Linked DNA regions of Mus musculus: region 1 is linked to region 2. Evidence: chromatin contacts called from public HiChIP or PLAC-seq data. All regions are on one chromosome and are shown on one strand. The core of a region is the stretch at or near the end of the contact, and the rest is flanking DNA. Distances in the headings are between cores, read along the strand shown. Region 1 overlaps Gm20005 (a long non-coding RNA gene). Region 2 has its middle 15 kb from the start of Gm36140.

Region 1 (6,437 bases), core at 3,316-5,815, 1.0 Mb before region 2:
GATAGGGACATTCCTCCACCCACCCACTTCCTGGGTTCAAAGAGTGTTCATTCAAAGAAAGTCACCCTGACCCACCCTGACCATTGCTGGAACCCACTATGCAAATGTGCTATTGTTAGGGGCTATTAGAAACTGTCTTGAGAGATAACCTGCACAATTACCAGGTATTCCTTGTGACTTTTGTGACTTTGCACTTCCTTGTGACTCTTAACTGGTATCTTTGGCATTTTCCAACAACGCCCTTCCCACCTCCTTGAGTTATGGCATCTTCTTTTAAATACCCCCTTACCCAGCTACTCAGGGTGCCACGGTCCTCTACCCCTGCGTGGTGTATAACCGTGGCCCCAAGAGCCCTCTTGAATTAAAAGTCCTCTTGCAGTTTGCAGCAAGACCGTTTCTCGTGAGTGATTTGGGGTGTCGCCTCTCCTGAGTCAGAACGTGGGGGAGTCCTCATGTTGTGGGTCTTTCACAATGACATCATGTCTTCAGAATGATACACAAACTCTCACTAGAAAAACCTATATTGCTTTGAGCTGTTAACAACTTAGATGTATTAAGTTAGCGCAAATATACTTATTCTCACATTTATTTTTTCCTTTAACTAATATAAATTGGGCTTTGCAGGGGCCTTGGTGAAGATGCTTTATATGTTGTTGCATTGTTTGACACAGGGTTTCTCCATGTACCCTTGGCTGGCCTGAACTCACTCTGTAGACACGGCTGGACTTGGACACACAGAGATCTACCAGCCTCTGCTTCCTGAGTGAAAGTTTAGAGGTGTGTGCCATCACACCCAGCCTTAGAAAAAAAATTTGAGTGATATGCATGATTCACACTTGTGGCTCATTAAGTGTGTGTGTGTGTGTGTGTGTGTGTGTGTGTGTGTGTGTGTGTATGTTGGTTTGAATGAGAATGGCCCCAACAGATTCATATTTTTGAATACTTGATCCTCAGTCGGTGGAAACATTGGGGAAAGATTAGGAGGTGTGCCCTGGTTACAGGAAGCATGTAACTGGGGCAGGCTCTCAAAGCCCACATCATTCTTAGTTAGATTCTCTCTCCACACACACCCCTCCCAAGGAGCCCTGCCTCCTGCTTCTGGATCTGAATATAAGCTCTTCTGCTGGCCACCATGCTCCCTGCCGTGATGGTCACGGACTCTAACGCTCTGAAACTATAGGCCCTCAACAGACTCTTTCTTTTATAAGTAGCCTTGGTCCTGGTGTCTTAGAACAGTAACTAAGATAAAGTATGTGTGTAGGTATTGTGTGGAGGCCAGAGGTAAGCAGCAGATGTCTTCTGCCATTGTTCCCTGACTCATCTTTTGAGACAAGATCTCTCACAGAGTGTAAAGCTCATTGACGTGGGTGGTCTTCATCTCCAGCAAGCCCCAGGGATCCTGCTGCTTCTACCTGCCCAGTGCTCAGACCGCAGACATGTGCCACTATGCCTAGTTTTTATGTGGGTGCTGGGTATTTGAACTTAAGTCCCCATGCTTGCACAGCAAGCCCTCAACTGAATGAACCACCTTCCTAGCCCTCAAAAACTATGTTTTTTTTTTGGGGGGGGGGGTTGGTTTTTCGAGACAGGGTTTCTCTGTATAGCCCTGGCTGTCCTGGAGCTCACTTTGTAGACCAGGCTGGCCTCGAACTCAGAAATCCGCCTGCCTCTGCCTCCCGAGTGCTGGGATTAAAGGCGTGCGCCACCACGCCCGGCTAAAAACTATGTTTTTATGAGCCAATACTCCTCAAGACTTTATTTATGCAAGCCAGACATGATGGCCGACACAGGCATGAGAGGCAGAGGCGGGCCAAGCTCTTCAGGCCAGCCTGGTCTACATAGTGAGTTCCAGGTCCCAATCATCTATACATGGAGAGACCCTGTCTCAAAACAAAAGAAAAGACAAAAACCAAGAGAAGAACTTTCTGCAGCATCGGAGCCTTTGAGAAACATGTCATGTCACATTTCTGCTCAAGACCCTCCAATGGCTTGGTGCTTTGCTCATGGGCAAATAAAACATCTTACGGTGGGGCCTTTTGGGCCTTCACTGGCCTTAGATGACACTAAGTACCTGGCTAGCCCACCCTCTGGTTGAGGTTTGGTCTGTTGCTATTTATTGTAATGCTAAAGTCTGTACCCACAGGTCTAGTTGCCTAAGAGTGAATGAATTCTCATGGTTACCAGCTTTTGTTGTACAAACTTTGTTTCTTAATTTAATACTATAGGTTAAATAAAAACTTCTGGGCTGGAGAGATGGCTCAGTGGTTAAGAGCACTGACTGCTCTTCCAGAGGTCCTGAGTTCAATTCCCAGCAACCACATGGTGGCTCATAGCCATCTATAATGAGATCCGATGGTCTCTTCTAGTATGCATAAAGAGAGGAACAGTGTACTCAGATACATAAAATAAATAAATGAACCTTAAAAAAAAAAAAGGGCTGGTGAGATGGCTCAGTGGGTTAGAGCACCTGACTGCTCTTCCGAAAGTCCAGAGTTCAAATCCCAGCAACCACATGGTGGCTCACAGCCATCCGTAACAAGATCTGACTCTCTCTTCTGGTGTGTCTGAAGACAGCTACAATGTACTTACATATAATAAATAAATAAATAAATAAATAAATCTTAAAAAAAAAAAAAAAAAAAAAGCCAGTTGGTGGTGGTGCACGCCTTTAATCCCAGCACTTGGGAGGCAGAGGCAGGCGGATTTCTGAGTTCAAGGCCAGCCTGGTCTACAGAGTGAGTTCCAGGACAGCTGTGGCTACACAGAGAAACTGTCTTGAAATCCCCCGCAAAAACAAACAAACAAAGAAACAAAAAAACAAAAGAAAAACACAACTTCTACAGACAAGTATTGGGGGGGAGGGGAACTAGAGGGGGGTGGAATTACCTGGTTGGAGGTTACAGACAAAAAAAAGAGAGAGAGAAAAGAAGGATGAGAGAGACAGAGAGAAAGAGAGACAAAGGAAGACAGAGACAGACAGACAGACAGACAGACAGGAAAAAGCTTCCACAAGAGGAGATGGACCACGAGCACACGGCCAGGAGAAACAGCAAGTATTTCAGGTGCACCGCTGGGGAAGTAGCCAGCAGTTAGAAAAGCAGAACAGGGGTGACAACCGTCCCCCCACCCCTGCCCCAAACCCCAGTAATTGTCAAAGCCAAATAAAATAACCATAGTCTGAGTCTCATTCATTCATAAGCTAGACAAGGGTAAGTTTAAATTGGATCAAGTACACCATCTATCGCTGCTGCAGTTGCCTCTGTCCAGAGCAGACTGAGAAACACAGAAAACATGTCAGTCAGGGCTACTGAGTGTTTCCCTACTGCTAAGACTTCCTCCAGAAAGCAGGCTGTCATTCCCTCACTTGCTCAGGGGCTCTGCTCATGGGGCACCCCCTTATTTAAAGCAGGAGTGCACACAGTGACCTCTCCCCCACCCTTGCGTGTGCACACACACACACACACCCCTCCCCCAGCATTCCACTTTAGTTTCTGCACAGCACTCAATGTAAGCCGTTCCTTCTTTTTCTGTAATATTCACACAAGGGCAGACATCTTTGTCTGCACTGTTTCCCACTCGAGAGCCAGTGCACAAAACAATGTCTGCCACTTAGCAGGCACTTGCTGGACACTCGATGGCTGCGCATCGCAGACAGGGGAGTGATAAATGCAGGGAAAAGAAGCCCCCCAGGTCTGCTGCTAACCTAGGTGGGACCCCTGGACCGCCATATAAGACATCCTTACTGCAATTGGAAGCAACAGTTCTGAGCTATTTGACTTGCTTCCCTCTCCATAGAAACTAACAGAGGTGGCTGTGCCAAGGCCAGGCGGAGGCTGAGGGGGTGGGGGTAGGGGCGGGTGCTCGGTGCCATCTAAAAGCCGTCGACTCTATACGATTTATAAAGGTCATCCAACTCCCTCTTCTTTGTCTTTTTTTTTTAATGACGATGGAAGCAGTGTATATTTCAGAACTCTTAAGTAAAATCAAAAGAAAGCCAGGGCGTACAAATAGCATAAAGGCAATTACCATGGAGCCAGCCTATGAGTCTGCAGGAACAAGAGTCAAGTCAGAGACTGATTACATTTTTATGAGCGAGGCCAAGGTTCTTTTGGCTGCAGCTTTCATCTGTGGCCAGGTCACTCTGGTCCCTGTTATCTCCTTCCCCACTGCACAGGTGCCTAGAACATTCTCTTACGTTCAAGGAGAAACTGGGGCACCAGCTTTCTTGTTACAATCCCTCGTTTTCCGGAGCCCTTGGGCTCACAGCTTAAAACCAAACCCTTAAGAACAGTGAATACCATTCTCCCACCTACTCCAGCTTCTCCATCCCTGCTTCCTGCTCAGCCATCTGTGTTAGGTCCTTGTCCCCACTGGGAACTCTGTGTAATATCCACCCCCCCCACACACACACACACACAAGGACTGTGCTTGGTCTCATTACCAGAGAGATTGGGTAAAAAGACTAAAGCCCCCAGTGGATAACGAGCCTCCTGGGACTGGACTTATCTTGTGAAAGCAGCCTCCAAAGCTTGGCTGTCTCCAGGGTGAAGTACTGTTTGTTCTTTGAGAGACCCCACCCAGACTCAAGAAGCTTTGTCCTATCTCAACTCCACAAGTTGCCGACTATCAGCCACTGGTCTCTGCCGCAAACGGGACCTAGATGTCACTGTCTCTTAAATTTACCTATCCAGAAACGGTGGTAACCATTCCTCCAAGGCGCTTCCTCCTACCTCCCACACCTGCCTGTCCCTGGTCCTCACCCAACCTGTCCCTCCCCTCCTCCCCTTTTGTTCCAGCCAAGGCTTCAGAGCTCAAACTTAACTCCACCCCTCACACACACTCCTTATGGAAACCCTTGAGTGCAGCAGGGCCTCACTCTCCTCTGTAAACTGGGGTTGATCATGGTGGAAGGGTCCACCATTAGCCAAAGAATGATACCCAGGACTCAAACAGTATGTAAATGAAAAGAGTGTTTCATTCTGTAGAAGTGCAGCATGCTGGGATCTCCCATTACCAAGATAGAGAGACCCTGAAGTGAGCTCTAAGGCCCATTTAAAGCACCTTAGGAGAATCCCCCAGTAGGTAGGCTTTGTCTTGCACTATCTCTAAGGACATTCCGTTAATGGGTTGTGGGTGCTGGCTGGAAACTCCTGACCCATTATCCTTGTTTCAGGCCAGGTGGTGGGGCAGTTTCTGACTAGCTGCATGAAGTGGGTTTTTAGACCTAGTCTCCTTAACTGCTTGCTATTTGAAGCCTGTGGTGGATTCAGCCTTGCCTTCTCAATGGAAGGCGTCTATTTATGAGGGCTCTTGAGAGGTTCTGAAAACACAGGCTTGGTACTCAGGCAGTGGACTGAGATGTTATCACTTCACCCAGTCAACAACCCTGGATCTCTCTCTCTCTCTCTCTCTCTCTCTCTCTCTCTCTCTCTCTCTCTGTGGCACCACTCCAAACCATTTGGCAGGGTTCCTGAGGTCCTCTGAGGTTAACATTCCTACCCGTGCATGCACCAGGTGTCCTTGTGACACGAGGGGAAGCAGGTGACACATGCTTGCCCCTGTCTTCAAGGCTGTAAAATTCATGTTCCTCAGGTGCTCCTCGGAATGAAACCAGCAGAGTATACCTCAGCCAAGAAATGGACACACAGAGAGACTGAGCAAGCCCTGAGCCCCTGGGGAAACAAGGCTGAGGCTAAACCAAGTGTTCTCTCCAACCTCTGGGCATAACAATCAATGCCCATTCCTATTGTCGTTGTTTTTTGCTGTGGTTGTTATTGTTGCATCTTGCTTCTGTTTCTTTGTTTGCTTGGGTTTTTGTCACCAGTGACTAAGTCCAAAGAGAAACACTGCTTCTCTGCCTCTTTGGCAGCTTGAGTGTGATGTTCATGAGTCTCTGGCTCCCCTGAGTGGCAAAGAAAATAAATTCACATCTCCGGGACTCTGACTCTCTGCATAAAGATGCTCAATTCCACAATTTATTTACCCTCCTGTGCTCTAGTTCAAACGGAATCAAGTTTACTCTTGCCTCATAAGTGCTTTGACAGGAATTTATTTTGCGGGCCAGGTGACTTTCTCATTTGTGGCTGGCGCCTTCGAAACTGAAGCTCATCCTTCTTGCTTTGGTGTGGTGCTTGGGTGTGGATCAGAGGTACAAGTGGCTTGAAGTAGGGGACAGCGGCTCACTCTTCTGCAGAAACAGTTGGACAAAAAAAAAAAAAAAAAAAAAAAAAAACCACCATGTTGGCATGACAACAAGGATGGGCTAGCCAGCTACAGACACCAGCCCAGACTCCAACCAGCTTCTTCCAGATTACCCCGAGGAGGAACTAATTGGAAACAAAGAAACAAACTAACACAAGCAATCACAAGCTGACAGATATCTTCATTGTATAATTTTTTTTCAGGACAGGTTTAAAGTAAAGGCTTGTCCATATTCA
Region 2 (6,498 bases), core at 1,290-3,789:
GTAAGCTCCGGAGGGTGCGGGTGGAGCTTCTCCTCCTCTCTTCAAAGCTAGATGTAAGGCCACTGGGTTGCTCCTTCCTGCTGTGGAGATGGAGGCACGCTGCAAGGGGAGGTATCCTGTGGCCCCCTCCCCACTCCAGAAGCTGCCTGCCTGTCGGCAGGAATGGTGGATGGACAGGCGTACTCTGTCTATTCATTTTGCTTTCTACATGGCCAGATGCATTTGGAGTCATTGATTTAAAAGCTGGGTTGGAATTCTGTTGGGGGAAGCCCAAGCCTCTTGAATACGGGAAGGAAATGAGGAATTCCTTCCCAGCTGTTCTCTGCATGGAAATTACCTGCCCCGGGGAAGAAGGCTTAGAAGGCTGGCTTGACAGGAGTGGGTTGTCCCTGAGTACTTGTGTCCTGGACTGCAAGCAATAGGACACTAGAGCTTTGGGGAAGTGAAGAAAGCCCTCTGCCCTCTGTAGCCCTGCTCAGAGCTCCTGGGCAAGCTTACAGACCACTGAGATATCCTCACTATTGTCCCTGGTCCTCTCAAGGGGGTGACCCATCCAGGGTACACCTTGAGTTTCTGCCATTTGGGAATATTATGGCCTGGCTCCTGAGACCATCTTACCTGCTCTGGTCCCCCAGGTATGGAGGTAGATGACTCCACTCTCGGTACAGCCCTCAGGTACAGTAGCTCTCCCTACTACACCCCTGCTCAGAGTTCAGAGAGCAGTGTGTGTGTGAGAGCACAAGCACACATGCACACACATATTAATTTGCACTCAGAAGGAGACGCGCATAGGGTGTAGGCTTCTGAGAATTGACCTTCACAGTGCTCTTTAGAATCCAGAAGGTAGGTGGCTGGCTGACTGTGAGACCTCCCCAACACTTCTCATGCAGACACCTTGTAAAAGCAGATGTGACACTAGATGTGAGAGTTTGCGCAGTGTTCATGCAACACATTCACAAAGCACTGAGCTCTTGAGTCAGCCGGAGGGCTTTGCGAAATTGAGCCACCCTTCATCTTCCTCTCCCAGGGATGCTAAGAAAACGAGTGCATGCGAGGGGAAAAATACTACTGCTTCCTTATCGGTTGCTGGGTACGGCCCCATGGCCCCTTCTCCCTCCGTGGTAGCCAGATCCACTGGGCACAGAGATGGACTGGAAGGAGGAAAGTTTAGCTAGATACACAGTAGTAGTATCTAGTGTAGTGCGGAATCTCAGTCTCTGGCAATGAACACGCCCAGGAACAGCTTAAGTGAACTGGTTCATTTATCGGGAGGGAGAACATGGTATTTATGCCCCTGGGGAGGTGGCCAGGGTCTCTGGAGCAAGGTTATGTGGCTGTGTACCACTGGCCAGGGAATAGGTGTTAGAAGATGCTTCATCTACATACTCAGGAGCTCTAGGGTCTTGGGAGGGGATGGGTGGGGGATGGGAGGGAGGGGGAACCTTGTACGGCCAAACAAGAAGTGAGGCCTGATAACCGTCAGCGTAATACATTCTTACTAGGGTTGATGGTGGGGGAGCCGGCCTTATGGTGCCAGATTAGGAGTAGGGAGGTAGCCAAGTCCTGCCACCCTCATGTTTGAGATACCCAGGGTTGAAGTTCCCTCGATGTGTCCTTCATAAACCTAGGCCACTATGGTCCCGCAGCTAGATGATGACTGAGGTTCTTCTGACAAAAGGCAGATTGACACAGGAAAGCAAACAAGGTGAGCCGTAAAGGACGTGGAAACCCTTAGAAATGAGGACCCGAGGAAACAGAGAAACTTGTGTCTTGGTACTTAGATTTGATGAAGAGTAGACTGTTATATGGAGGGACTCAGCAAGAGCTGTTTACATTCTCTGTATTCCTGTGCCTTCAGGGTGGGGGTAACCCCTTCCTCTCCAGATATTGAGCATCTCTCCCGTGAAAATCTTATGACCGACTTTAGACAAAAGCCAGCGGATTCCTAGATGGTTTGTCTGATCCAGAGAAAAGAAGAAATGTCACAGGCTGCGTCCTGGGTCCTCTCACTGGCTTGCATGGTGCAGATGACCTACCTCAAAATGGCTTGGTAATGACTGCTCTACCAGCCCTTTACAGGCACAATGACCCTGACAGACAGATGTGTCCGTCTGTCTAACATGTGTGTGGCCAAGAATGTAGCCTGGAAAAGCTCAAGAGAGAAGATAGCATTTGAACGGAGCCTTGAAGAAAAAACAAACAGGATTTTTCCAGTCAGAAAAGGGAGGTAATAAAAGCACTCAAAGATGAAACTAAGAACACAGGGATAGCCGGGCGTGGTGGCGCACACCTTTAATCCCAGCACTCCGGAGGCAGAGGCAGGCGGATTTCTGAGTTCGAGGCCAGCCTGGTCTACAAAGTAAGTTCCAGGACAGCCAGGGCTATACAGAGAAACCCTGTCTTGAAAAACCAAAACCAAAACCAAAACCAAAAAAAAAAAAAAAAAAAAAAAAAAACCACAGGGATAGTTTGTCAAGCAGGGGTGGGGTGGCCTTCCTCCATCCCTCAGTGACTCTTCTTGAGTGTGCAATCATCTCTGATGGCACATAACAGGAGGGGTCTGGGAACACACTCAGTCCTGGTGTCTTTTAAAGACAAGCGAGCCAAGCCTGAGGAAGGTGGATGACAGACATTTCTAGACATAAATGGCGGACTGATAAAGGTTGCACAGAGCCCTGTTAGGAAAGCAGATTTCAGCCTCGCAGGCATCTTGCGTAATCCCCACAGGGTTGCGTTGGAAAACTTAAGACCACCATTGAAACAACTGACTGAGGACTGTGCCCTGCGGGCTGGGACATCGCTGTAACAAATGCCTGTGGATAACAAGCAGACAAAGCAGAAAGGTTTATTTGGGCCGCAGTTCTGGAACTTTGGGTTCCAGCCCATGGTTGGGTTGGCCCTGTCACGTGACCAGGCAGCTCATTGCAGCCTTGGCAACAGTGGAGCAAAGCCTCGGGCCTCACATCCAGGAGGCAAAAGAAAGAGACACACCCTCAATGATCTAAGCCCCTCCCCCACGTGCCCCTTTCTAAAGATTCCACCCCTCCGCACAGTGCCATCCTGAGATCAAGCCCTCAACACATGGGCTTTTTGTAGGGGGTGGCGTGGGGGCTTCTAGGCTATAATCAAGACTCCAAGGGCTTCGGGGAGCATGTCTTTTGGGAAAATTTACGCTGATCCAATAGGTGGCAAGGAGAAGATACTGCTGGTAGCTACAGAAATTCATCTCTTGAAGTTTTATGCTTCAGCACCTGTGATTAAAGAAATAAGTCTAAGTCGGGGGGGTGGGGAGGTAGAAAAACATCTGTGCCTACAACTAATTAAAAATACTTGTGATCAGCGAACACCCTCCTCTCCTGCATTCAGGTAACAGCTAATTAATGTTAGCAGGCAGCCTGGAAACCCGCCCCTCTGGGAAACATGTTGAGCATGGATTAGCTGTACCTGTGACGGCGCCTGATATTTGAGATCATTCCAAAGGATTTTGTTTGTTTGTTTGTTTGTTGTCTGTCTGTTTGTTTGCTGGCTTCAGCCCTAATTTTGAGAGTAGAAGCAGAGTCCACACCTCCACCCATTGATTGGGATTTCAGAGGTGTCTATTGGCACAGCTAATGCTATCACTCCGGATGCACGTTCCCTCTTGCCAATGGGACCAGGAGCTTCCTAGCAAACAGGAGCTAACACCAGAGTGCTCTGAAGTGGCTTCCCTGGATTCACATTGTTAGCATATCCCCTAGCCGGTGGCTCCTTCCATTGACGGTATTCAGGGGTGCCGGTTTCTCTGGTAGTTACAGGATTCTTCTGTTGACAATATCCAGTGGCTTTTAGGGGGGGGGGGGGGAAGTAAGTCTGCCAAGGAAATCCTCCATCTTTGATAATTTCTTGGAGGGTTTCAAGACCCAAAGGAAACAGCCAAAGTATAAAGAAAAGGCCAGTTCACCACTTCAGGGGAATTCCAGAATTTGCCACAGGGCTCACCTATGAGGCGATTGGATGAAGGTGTCGAGCAGGCGATGTCCCAGCGAGCTCCCAAACAGAGGGCCCTGTCTCAGACTCACCCTGAGATCACCAACATGAGATCACAACTCTCTTGGGAGCATCTCTACAGAGCACTTAGCAGTCCTTCTGACACCTTAGCCCTCTGCCCTGCTTGTCACTGAGGATGCCCAGTGAAGGGCTCCCCCATTGCAGGTCCCTGCAGACCTTGAGTGCAGGCTCCTCAGGAGATTCATTTTCATATACTCTTGTCCCCAGACAAGAGAGCTGCCTGGACTTTAGACAGCAGGTGATAGGCACTCCCTTCATTTTTTAATTATCCCATGTACTTTGTCAAAGAAATGCAGACCAGCCATGACGTGGTGTTTGTGGTTTTTGTGCTGTGATTCACTGACTCCTTCCACCACATTCTCAAATCCTCATTTCTGTCCCTGAGGTCTAGTTTAGACTTGCTCTTCTCTCTGTCACATGCAAGTTGATTCAGCAACATTCCTGGTCTCTGCCAGGGGTCCGTCTGGACCAGACCATACCTACCTAGCCTTTGAGTAGCATCCCCAGGGATAATCCTCCTGCAAGATGCTCCAAAACTCCCAGCTTTGTTCACCTGTCTCTGCCCTAAATGCTTCTCCGGCTCCCCGACCCCCACACCCAGCATGCTATCTTTCTGTTCCTAAGAAGTGGTTGTTGTTTTTAAAATTGTAAGGAGGAAATATAAAGAAAGAAACAAAGCACACACACACACACACACCATCTTCACATTTTTTACGGGCCATGTGGGCATTTCCATCCTGTTCTGGTTGTCTCCCTCCACAGCTTGCCAGCCCATAATCCTGCCCACCTAAGGGCTCTCCAGTGCATTTTAAGGTCTCTTCATCTTCCGGGACAACTAGCATAAGGGTTAGCATATTACAACCCAATTACTTTTCAATCAAGAACAACCGCGACCAGATCAGGGGTTATTAGTAATTTGCATAATTTGGGCAAAGGAATGAGAGGCTGTACGGAGAGACTGCAGAGTTTTGGTGTAATTTAAACATAACCAATAAATAAAGGGGTAAAACAGATAACAGGACATATATGGAGATACAGCAAAGCAAGAGAAACTTGCAGCTTCCTGTAACTCAAGAGTTCTGCTCTGCCCAGGCCTGGAAACCTGGACTAAATGATTTCCCACAATCCCTCTGGCCTCTGATGACGTAACACAGTTTGAGGACCATGGAGATGCTTATTGAGTGAGTGCTCCCACAGCAGGGAGGGTTGTCAGGACTGTCTTGGAAGGACCCAGTCTCGGTCAAATGGGAAAGGCTGGTGAACTTGGACACACCATTCTCATCTTCCTAGGGAGCTGCAGATTGCATGGCAGACTCTTGCCCTGATGTGTTCTAAACAAACTCCACACTGGTGTGCGTCCTGGGCTAACACTTGCCCGGAATATGCGGCTGAGTCCTGCAATTGCTTTCCTCCCAAGTCGAGTACACTGCTTGATCGCTGTAAGCTTTCCTGAATCTGAATTTATTTTCTACATGGAAAGAGCCAGGCTATGTAGACATGCAGCCCCTTAGCGGGACTTGCACAAAATCAATGTGAACGGAGACCAAGAGGTCTTCCGCTGGGGGATCAGGAGCTACACCGGGGTGACAGAATTTACCAGATTTTACTTCGGAGAAGATGCAGTGGGTTTCCCAGTGTTGTCCAGGTGTTGGACATCCACAGATTTTTCACCCTGTGGGGCAGGATTGAACCTGCTGTGGTTAGAATGTATTATCCTAAATTCACGTGTTAGAAGCTTAATCTCAAAATTCCTATGTTGATGGTATTTGGGGGTTAAAACTTTAAGTAATTAGAACTAGACGAAGCCACAAGGGTGGGGCCCCTTGATGGGATCAATGGCTTTAGGAAGAGGACTGGAGCGGGCATGTTTGCCATGTCTCACCAAGTTACGTCTTCCTTCATAGGGGGGTACAGCAAAATGTTGTCACTCACAAGGAGTGGCCTCTGAGTCTTGGGTTTCCCAACTTCCAGAACTCTAAGAAATGAGTGAGTCTCCATTTGTTTTAAAATTTCCAGTCTGTGGTGATTTATTACAGCAACTGAAGGTGGGCTTCAATCTACTCCTTCATAGAGTTGAAGGGCACTGGAAATGTCATTAAAGGTGACTAAGGACATTGAGAAGAATTCCTAGAGCAAAGCACACAGCTTGAGCTCCACAATTTCTAATCCTCAGCCGTTTCCCGTCTTTGTTCATGGCAAGAAATACTTCCTGCCTGAGCAGAGCAGTGTTGCATGAATCTAATCCCAGCACCGGTGGGGCGTGGGGGTTGCTGGTTTAATCAGGGAGATGAATGGCAAGTTCATGACCTGCCTGGGCTACCTGGTGTCCCACCATGTAACTCCTACCCCTAAGCATTGTGGCCAAGGGGCTTCTGTTTTATTCTCTTTAGTTTACATTTTACTGTAAATGTCCTGGATCCTTCCCCCACGAAAGTGTAATTCTAGAAAATG

Evidence for each region. HiChIP or PLAC-seq counts read pairs in DNA pulled down with a chosen protein or histone mark.
Region 1: an H3K27ac HiChIP or PLAC-seq map of embryonic stem cells shows a contact between it and region 2, with 3 times the contacts expected there. The contact joins two enhancer-like sites. A contact is called at or near these places in 1 of 39 promoter capture datasets (the 3T3-L1 cell line) and 4 of 115 datasets of contacts at active chromatin or transcription factors (the SCID.adh cell line, bone marrow-derived macrophages, embryonic stem cells and 1 more).

The regions. Positions count from the first base shown.
Region 1 is chr5:149,647,384-149,653,820 of GRCm38.p6, reverse strand. Gm20005 (a long non-coding RNA gene) reads right to left here. Exons shown (of 2, transcript XR_104961.3): 2 at 6,029-6,187. Among named protein-coding and RNA genes, the nearest start is that of Gm20005, 9.4 kb to the right of the region's middle. Within about 2 kb of position 4,565, at least 48 of the 459 cell types and tissues checked have an H3K27ac peak or open chromatin away from gene starts, as enhancers often do. A contact at or near this core is called in embryonic stem cells, where this site is marked.
Region 2 is chr5:148,645,747-148,652,244 of GRCm38.p6, reverse strand. No RefSeq gene overlaps it. Among named protein-coding and RNA genes, the nearest start is that of Gm36140, 15 kb to the right of the region's middle. Within about 2 kb of position 2,539, at least 16 of the 459 cell types and tissues checked have an H3K27ac peak or open chromatin away from gene starts, as enhancers often do. A contact at or near this core is called in embryonic stem cells, where this site is marked.